Linked DNA regions of Sus scrofa: region 2 is linked to region 1. A link is a contact called in public Hi-C data. All regions are on one chromosome and are shown on one strand. Each heading gives the region's core, a stretch centred on a gene start, on an enhancer-like site or on the middle of the called end of the contact. The rest is flanking DNA. Distances are from core to core; before and after follow the strand shown.

The links. A called contact is a pair of places that touch in the nucleus more often than the background predicts.
Region 2: a contact with region 1 is called in a Hi-C map of embryonic fibroblasts, with 3 times the contacts expected there. The contact joins two enhancer-like sites. A contact is called at or near these places in 2 of 47 Hi-C or Micro-C datasets (embryonic fibroblasts and epiblast stem cells).

The regions. Positions count from the first base shown.
Region 1 is chr7:100,238,562-100,242,619 of Sscrofa11.1, reverse strand. No RefSeq gene overlaps it. Among named protein-coding and RNA genes, the nearest start is that of ZDHHC22, 15 kb to the right of the region's middle. Within about 2 kb of position 2,174, at least 23 of the 83 cell types and tissues checked have an H3K27ac peak or open chromatin away from gene starts, as enhancers often do. A contact at or near this core is called in embryonic fibroblasts, where this site is marked.
Region 2 is chr7:100,385,572-100,389,763 of Sscrofa11.1, reverse strand. It overlaps POMT2 (protein O-mannosyl-transferase 2), which reads left to right. Exons shown (of 21, transcript XM_001926162.6): 2 at 3,845-3,929. Among named protein-coding and RNA genes, the nearest start is that of POMT2, 4.5 kb to the left of the region's middle. Within about 2 kb of position 1,328, at least 10 of the 83 cell types and tissues checked have an H3K27ac peak or open chromatin away from gene starts, as enhancers often do. A contact at or near this core is called in embryonic fibroblasts, where this site is marked.

The sequences.
Region 1 (4,058 bases), core at 925-3,424:
AATTCCCAAGGGTTCATTTTCTAAAAGTAAGCTACTCTCTTGCATAACCACAGTACAAATATTAAACTCAGAAATTTTTTTTGGTCTTTTTATCTTTTTTTTTTAGGGCCCCACCTGTGGCATATGGAGGTTCTCAGGCCAGGAGTCCAATCAGAGCTGTAGCCACTGGCCTACCCAAGAGTCACAACAACGCAGAATCTGAGTGTGTCTGCAACCTACACCAAAGCTCACAGCAATGCCAGTTCCCTAACCCACTGAGCAAAGCCAGGGATCAAACCTCATGAATAGCAGTGTTCGCTAACTGCTGAGCCACAACAGGAACGCCCAAATTCAGATATCTTAATATTGATACAATACAGCTCATATTCCAATTTCACCAGTTACTTCATGTCTCTAGCCAGAATGTAATCCTGTTCCTTATATCAAATCAGTTGGTAGGTATCTTTTTTTTTTTTTGGCCAGGGATCAAACCCATGCCACGGTTGCAGCCTGCACCACAGCTGCAGCAACCCCAGGTCCTTAACCCACTGTGCCACAAGGGAACTTCCCTGGAATTTTTTTCTTTTTTTTTTTTAGGGCCACACCCACAGCATATGGAAGTTCCCAGGTTAGAGGTCCAACTGGAGCTGCAGCTGCCAGCCTACACCACAGCCACAGCTACACCAGATCTGAGCCGTGTCTTCGACCTACACCACAGCTCATGGCAACACTGGATCCTGAACCCTCGGAGCGGTGCCAGGGATTGAACCTGCATCTTCATGGATACTAGTTGGGTTCATTACCACTGAGCTGCAAGAGGAGCTCCCTGAGTTTTTTTTTTTTTTTTTTTTTTTTTTTTTTTTTTTTGTCTTCTTGCTATTTCTTTGGGCCGCTCCCGCGGCATATGGAGGTTCCCAGGCTAGGGGTTGAATCGTAGCTGTAGCCACCGGCCTACGCCAGAGCCACAGCAACGCGGGATCCGAGCCGCGTCTGCAACCTACACCACAGCTCACGGCAACGCCGGATCGTTAACCCACTGAGCAAGGGCAGGGACCGAACCCGCAACCTCATGGTTCCTAGTCGGATTCGTTAACCACTGCGCCACGACGGGAACTCCCCTGAGTTTTTAATAATTAAAAAAAAAAAAAAAAACGAGCAAGTTTGATCAGAAAACTAGAATCTGCCAGGAATATTGTTCAAGGCCAGGAGAGGGGATTTGACAAAGCATGGTTAAAAGCTGTGATGAGCGAAAAAGCAAAAACACATTCTGTTGGAATCCTGTCAATTTCAGACTTTTCATAAACCGGGTCCATAGGAATGAATAGGAACATGTCTGGAAAGGTATAGAGCTGGGTGTTACATAACATCGTGCTTGGGGATTTTGTATGAAGACAAAAAGCGGTTTTTAGCGAGGGAAGACGTCCGTCTTCCATCCCGCCTGCCTTCTGAGCATCCAGCCCACTCAGACTCCCCTTCGGTCACTTACAGGCAGCCCCGCCCCACAGGGGCCCAGCTCTCAGGCAGGTGTGGGGGAGGTCACAGCCCCACCCCACAGGAACCAAGCCCCTCTGGGCACAGGGATGCACCCTCATTCATCTCTGTCTCCCACAGCCCCGGGACAAGTCTCATAAAAGCCCGTTACCTCAAAGCCCCCCCTCAGAGCCCGGAACACTTCTGTCAAATGAGAGCAGCCAGGTGGGTGTGACTCACGGGGACTGCGGGTTTTTTTTGGGGGGGGGGGCGGTGCTCAGCATGAGAGAAGATGGAGATGGGCAAGTAGAGGGAGCATCTTGTTCCTGGACCTGTCCATCATCCATCCTGGGTGTACAGGACCGCCGGTGGCCCTCGGGCAGGGTGGGGGCTGGGCGGAGCAGAGGGCTGGCAGAAAGGGGTGAGGACAGAGAGGGCCGCCGAGATGGCAGCTGAGGGATGGGGCAGTGAGAGCTGCCTTCCCTTTGTTTCCTCAGCTTCTACATCTCATGGGGAACAAAGCCTCTCTCTGCTGGGAGGGGCTCCTTTCCCTTAAGCTGGGAGAGGGCGCTGTGTGTGTGTGTGTGTGTGTGTGTGTGTGTGTGTGTGTTTGTGTGTGTGTGTGTGTGTGTGTGTGCGCGCGCGCGCAGCATGTGCAAAAGCTCTCTCTCCCTCCCTCTCCCGTCTCTCCCTCCCTCCTTCCCTCACAACAGGCCTGCCCCCCTCCTTGGAAGCTTCCATGGGAATGACTCAGCAGGAAAGCCAGGCCTGCTCCTTGCTCAGGCTCCAGTGCAGGTGCTGCCCCCCTCCACCGGCTCCCTGCCCCCTGCTTCTTCCTGTGGCACCCCCCAGGCTGGCCAGCTTGAGGCATGGATCTCTCTGACCTGATCACAAGGCTTCCCAGGCTGGAGGCCCTGTGATATTACTTGGCCTTGAGGAGGGGAGCAGGGCAGCCGCTGCCAGTCAGCACAGACCCCCACTCACCCCAGTCCCACGCTCTCCCCGCAGGGGCTAACCTTTCTGGTTCCTGTGCCAGGCACTGTGCCAGGAGCTCAGCACTCAGCGTGCATGGCTTCATTTCATCCTTTCCTAGTGAGCTCGGGGCTCTGATTGTGGTCACTTACAGATTCAGAAAATGAGGCACAAGAGGCCGAACAAGTGGGCCGAGTCACACTCCTCATACCCAGCTCTGACAGTCCGCCAGCCCGGGTGGGCGAGTGTCGGCCAGCACCGCGAAAGAACGGGAGCGAGCGGCAAATACAGCAAAGCAACAGCAGGGAACCCCCCATGCTCACCCAGCAGGGCACCCTCAATCCATCCCGTGCCTCTGCGAGATGAGCCACCAGGCCGCCATCAGAAAGGATGAGGCACTCTGTACATGCAGACGGGAGCAGATACATGGGGCCAGAAATGGTGACAGGCCAGCTCTCAGCAGCTTGGAGGGCTGCGAGAGAGATGGGCCTGACTCTGGCGAGCCCAGACACAGACTCTGCACACACCAGAAATAAAGCAGCTTGCAGAGCGGAGTCCCCGAGGGCTGCCGTGTGTGTGTGTGTGTGTGTGTGTGTGTCTCTGTATGTGTGTGTGTGTCTCTGTATGTGTGTGTGTTACACGCACACTTGGCTAGAGGCTCTAGAAGCAGAGACAAGGAAGTGGTGACAGAAGTTGCCCCCCCCCCAGGGGGAAGGAGAACAGAGACTGGCAGCAGAGGGAGGAGGAAGACCAGCACTGAGGCACCTCTGCAGGTCAGACCTCCCACAGAGCCTTCGGAAGATGAGAAACGGCTGTTTAGAAACTATCACGCGGCTGTTTAGAAACTATCACGCGTAGGTAAAAGCCAGCTCTGGGTCTGCCTAACCCAGCGCTCAGACGCTGAGCCTTAAGAGTGGACAACAGTGTATGTGTGTGTGTGTGTATTTGTGAATGTATGATTGGGTGAGTACGTGCGTGCTTGTGTGCCTGAGTGAGAGTGTGTTTGTAGGTAGGAGCAGTTGTCTGCGTGTGAACTTCCAGAGTATCCAGCTCCTGGTCCGGAAGTCCAGTTTTTAGGATGCGGGCTGAGAAGCTCTTAACCCCTAACGGCCCTCCCGGCCCTCTCCCCATCCTGCCTCCTTTGATTGCCACGGGGAGGGGAGCAGGCTGCCCAGATAGCTGCCCCCCCACCTTTTAGGGCCCTCTGGGAGGGTCCTGGCACTAGACTAATTTAGTGGCCCTGGGCTAAGATGCGGGGAGAGAGGACGACAAAGCCAGAGCCAAGGGCAGGGATGGGGAACCAAAGGCACGGGTATGAGGCCATCCTTGCTGAGTGGGAGGGTGATTTTTCTGATTGGAGACAGGCTGGTGCCCTGGAGATCAGGGGTCAGGAATGGGGGTGGGGGCGGCAGCCGCCCACAGCTCTGTGTCTCACAGCGATCACCAAACCACAGGCCAGGTATATGGCTTATTGCCAACATTACCTCTTTTCTCCCTCTGCTCCAAACCTACCCCTGAGAAGCTGGGGGTGACCAGGCAGTGCTGTGAACATTCTCTTGCCCCTGAAGTTGCCGCCACTGCCTGGTAGCCTGCTTAGAGTTTCTCCATCAGAGCCCTGCCCAGGCTGGGTAACTCAT
Region 2 (4,192 bases), core at 79-2,578, 150 kb before region 1:
GACCCACCCCAAAGTGGCACGATCAGGCGAAAGAGCCAGAAAGTCTTCATGGGTCAGGGCCTCAGTTTCAACAAGAGCTTAGTAGATTAGAAAGGGTGTTCTTGGTGCCTGTGTCCAGCAGATGGTGCTGTTTATCCTGGAGAACCTGCTCCCCTGCCCTCCACTCCTGCCACTGCCCCCACCCCCCACCACCCCCAATTCCATCTTTAAAGCAGTAATTTCTGTTTCTCTTTCTGTGATTTATATTGTTTCTCTAGGACCACTCAGGAGGGGACAGGATCACCTCTCACTATGTGGCAGTGTCTGAATGGGGTAATCTTAGGCACATATAGGATAAATATGACTATGCAGTGGGAGCCGTAACAGTGGTTCCAAGGCCCCTACCCACAGGCCACTTTACCTTCCCTTCCCTGCTGGGACTTGGCTCAAACCCAGCAGTTGAACTTGGGTGCTTTTTTTTCCTTCTGGAACTAACAACTCTAATAGGCCTCCATCAGGAGCTGTAATGACAGCCCTTCAGAGGTCATGCCATTCCCAGGTGGGGGATGTGGGGAGGGCTGGATGCAGGGCCTGAGAGACCTTGTTTCCCCTTTAGCCCCTCGATAGGCTTGGCACCACTTCTTCCCTGTGTACTTTCCTGTCTCTGGTGAGCCCCTGAGCTTAGGAGCCCTTTTCTTTCAGTCCCTGTACACACCGCTATGGCTTGCCCTGCAGCCCTCAGCACCTTTGGTAACCTTTGCACCTAGCAAATCCTTCCCCTGCTCCAGGGGTTTGAGTAGGATGCTCCTGTACCCAATAGGTCCTTGAGCTTGGGTCCCTCTCCTCCCCGGAGTTCCCCAGCATGCCAGGGTGGGTGTGTATAGCCGGTAGTCCTCTGGGACAAGGAGACTTTAGTGCCACCTTTAATCATCTTCCTCTTTAAAGCAGCTGAGATTGTGGCGGGGCGGATCATGGGACACAGAGGGACAGAGTGGCTCTGAACCTCTCAGCAAGGCAAACTTACCTTTGGCTTGAGCACACAACTCACCCAAAGACCTTTCAGTGTTTTCATTTTACCCAGATTCTGTACTGAATAGCAGGGTCCTCACTGCTGACACCATTTATGTAAACTTTTGGGGCACCTTGATTCAGCAGCCACAGCCATTTGCCTTTCCCCTGGGGCTGCTTGGCTCATGGCCCCGTGGTTGTGATGGCATCCTTTTCTCTTGGCCCAGAAGCGCATGAGCAGTAAGCAAGGCAGCGCCCAACCACTTTCAATCCTGCCTGTCTCCACTCAGACACATTAATAGCTAGGACCGTGGAGGGCTTCTTATTACCTCCCTTCCCCCCCAGTTGGGCAAGAGCTTTCACTACCAGATTCCAGGGAGTCTTCTCTTATTCTCTCCCTCAGTCCCTGGGGCCCTTGTCCGTTCTTTTATCAAAAGCGATGACTCAGGGTCTCAAGCTCTCATCTACCCAACTTGCCAACTAAGAAGTCAGCCTGTCACTGTTGTATGGATGCTGGCAGAAGATACAGTCCTGGGTCAAGGACTTTATTTCTCACAGCACAGCAGTCAGGATGAGCATCGGTAGGTGGGCCTCAGTTCCCTTTGCTCCCAATGTCCCATGTGATGCCCGGTCTGGCTGAATGCCAGCACATGCATTGGGCTGCATCATAGCTGAGGAACACTGAGCTTGGGGAATCGGCTCTTTTATAATAAGCAGTCTGTGCTCTTTGGCCCAGAGGGAGATGCTGTCTCTTCCTGAGAAGTGGCCTGAGTCAAGAGCAGGCAGGAGCTTGCCTTCTTGGCACCTGCTGCAAGGTCCAAAGGAGCAAGAGAGCCAGGGAGGACTGTCTCCCCACCAGAAACAGGCGCGAAAGCCAGGAGGAAGTGTGAATAGTGCTACTAGTTTTGCTTCAAGTAAAACTCTTATGCCCCTTTATCAGTGTGGTTCCAAACAGACTTCAAAACTAACCCCAATGTTGGGACAGTTTAAGTAGTGCCCAGCATGCGTGGGACGTTATAGTCTCCAGAGTTCTTTCACTCTTATTACCTGATAACCTCCCTGCCAGGTGACATGGCAGATACTCTTATTGTCTTCACTGTGTAGGTGAGAAAAAAGATCCAGAGAGGGTGAGTGATTTTTGCCAGTTATGCTGACAGGAGGTGCTGGAGCTGGGATCCGATCACTCTTTTTTTTTTCCCCTGCAGATCTGTTTTGTCACACTGCTTGGAAGTTATTTCTCTCTTTGACCTCACCATGCCACCGTCCTCACTGCATGTCAGGCAGTGTGCTTAGCAGATGCAGAAGTAGATTTATCCCCCTCCTGTTGGACCCAGGAGTAAAAAAGAAAAAAAAGAACCCTACGCTTTTGGTAAAGGCGGATGTTGCCCCTTATGTTGTAGGTCAGTGGCAACTGCTCATGGAAGCTGTCCTGGGGATGGAGAGTCACTGGAAAGCAACTGTTGGAGTTTCCCTGTGGCGAAGTGGGTTAAGGATCTGGTGTTGTCACTGTAGTGGCGAGAGTCTCTGCTATGGCGAGGGTTCAATCCCTGGCCCCGGAACTTCCACATGCCCTGGGTGCGGCCAAAAAAAGAGAAGTAACTGTTCTGTGCTGCAGGGAGAGCCTACAGAAACGGCCTGGTTCTGCTGCTGTAAAGCCCCCAGTTAGGGTGTGAAGAGGTTTACTGTGGTTGTATAGAAGAACACGATTTTTGCATTGTGTTTAAAAAGCTAATGTATTAAATAACCCTTTCCACAGAAAAGAAAATCATGGACATGAGAATAGACTTGTGATTGCCAAGGGGAAAAGGGAGGGAGTGGGATGGATGGGGAGCTTGGGGTTAAGAGATGCAGACTATTCCCTTTGGAATGGATAAGCAGTGGGATCCTGCTGTATAGCACTGGGAACTCTGTCTAGTCACTTGTGATGGAGCAGGATAATGTGAGAAAAAGAATGTATATATGTATGTGTGACTGGGTCACTTTACTGTATGGTAGAAAATCGACAGAACACTGTAAACGAGCTATAATGGAAAAAAATAAAAATCATTTAAAAAGCTAATGTATTAGAATCATTTATTTCCTTACAAAATAATTTGTACAATAAGGATAGGTGTTAGATCAGTTGTTAATTTAGTAAGCAGTTAGTTCACTATTATAAGATCAATGTGTTCATAGTTCACAGGTTAATTTTCACAGAGTTGGGAGCAAAATCGGACTCCTGGGGCAGCCAGGGTTGGAAGACTCTCCCTGACCAGTGGCCCACAGTGTAGTTTGTAACAGCAAGAGTAGTGTGGTTTCTAAGAGCAAAAGTAGTCTCACAGTTAGCAGCTAGCAGTCTTAGATGAAAATTTTTAATACAAACCCTTCTATGTTATACAAAACTTTTACCTTTTCAAAGTAGAAACTCAAGATGTAGAATAAGTATAGATTTAACTTAAATTTATGATAACTTGTTGGTAAATATTTGCCAACTTTTCTCATCTGTCTGAATGAAGGTTAAAGAACAGCTTGATGTCAGGCAACTTGGGTCAAAAGCTTTTTTTTTTTTAATCCAGATTTTTCTCCTTCATTACTTGAAACTTATAGCCTTTGGTGTTTTGTTGTTGTTGTTTGTTTTGTTTTTGGCTGCTCCCACGGTATGCAGAAGTTCCCAGGCCAGGGATCGAAGAACCTGTGCCACTGCTGGTACTGGAGCCACTGCAATGACAATGCCAGATTCTTAAGCCACTGAGCCACAAGAGAACTCCAATACAGCCTTTGGTTTTAACTGTAATTTTAACCATGCCATTTGGTTAAAAGAATCTTTGGGTTGTATAATGATTTAAGAGTTTCATTTCTCTTTCTATTTTCCCTTCAGCTGGGATGAGACTCACTTTGGAAAAATGGGAAGTTACTATATCAACCGCACCTTTTTCTTTGATGTGCACCCACCTCTGGGAAAGGTGAGCAGTGTGGCGAGTGCAGCTCCGCTAAGTGGTGGAGCCGAGTCTTGGATCTGGATTTACAGTTAGTTCTGGGGCTTGTAGAAAGAGTTCCCTGACATTCCAGAGCAGCTGCTTTCACGCAAAACCTTTGGTGTGGTTAGCAGTTCTCTGGGCTCAGGAACGGAGAGAGAGTCCATCAGCTGGAAGATGGATAAACCAAGTGTGGTATTATCTCTACAAGGAAATATCATTGAGCCAAAACAAGGAATGAAGCACTGACA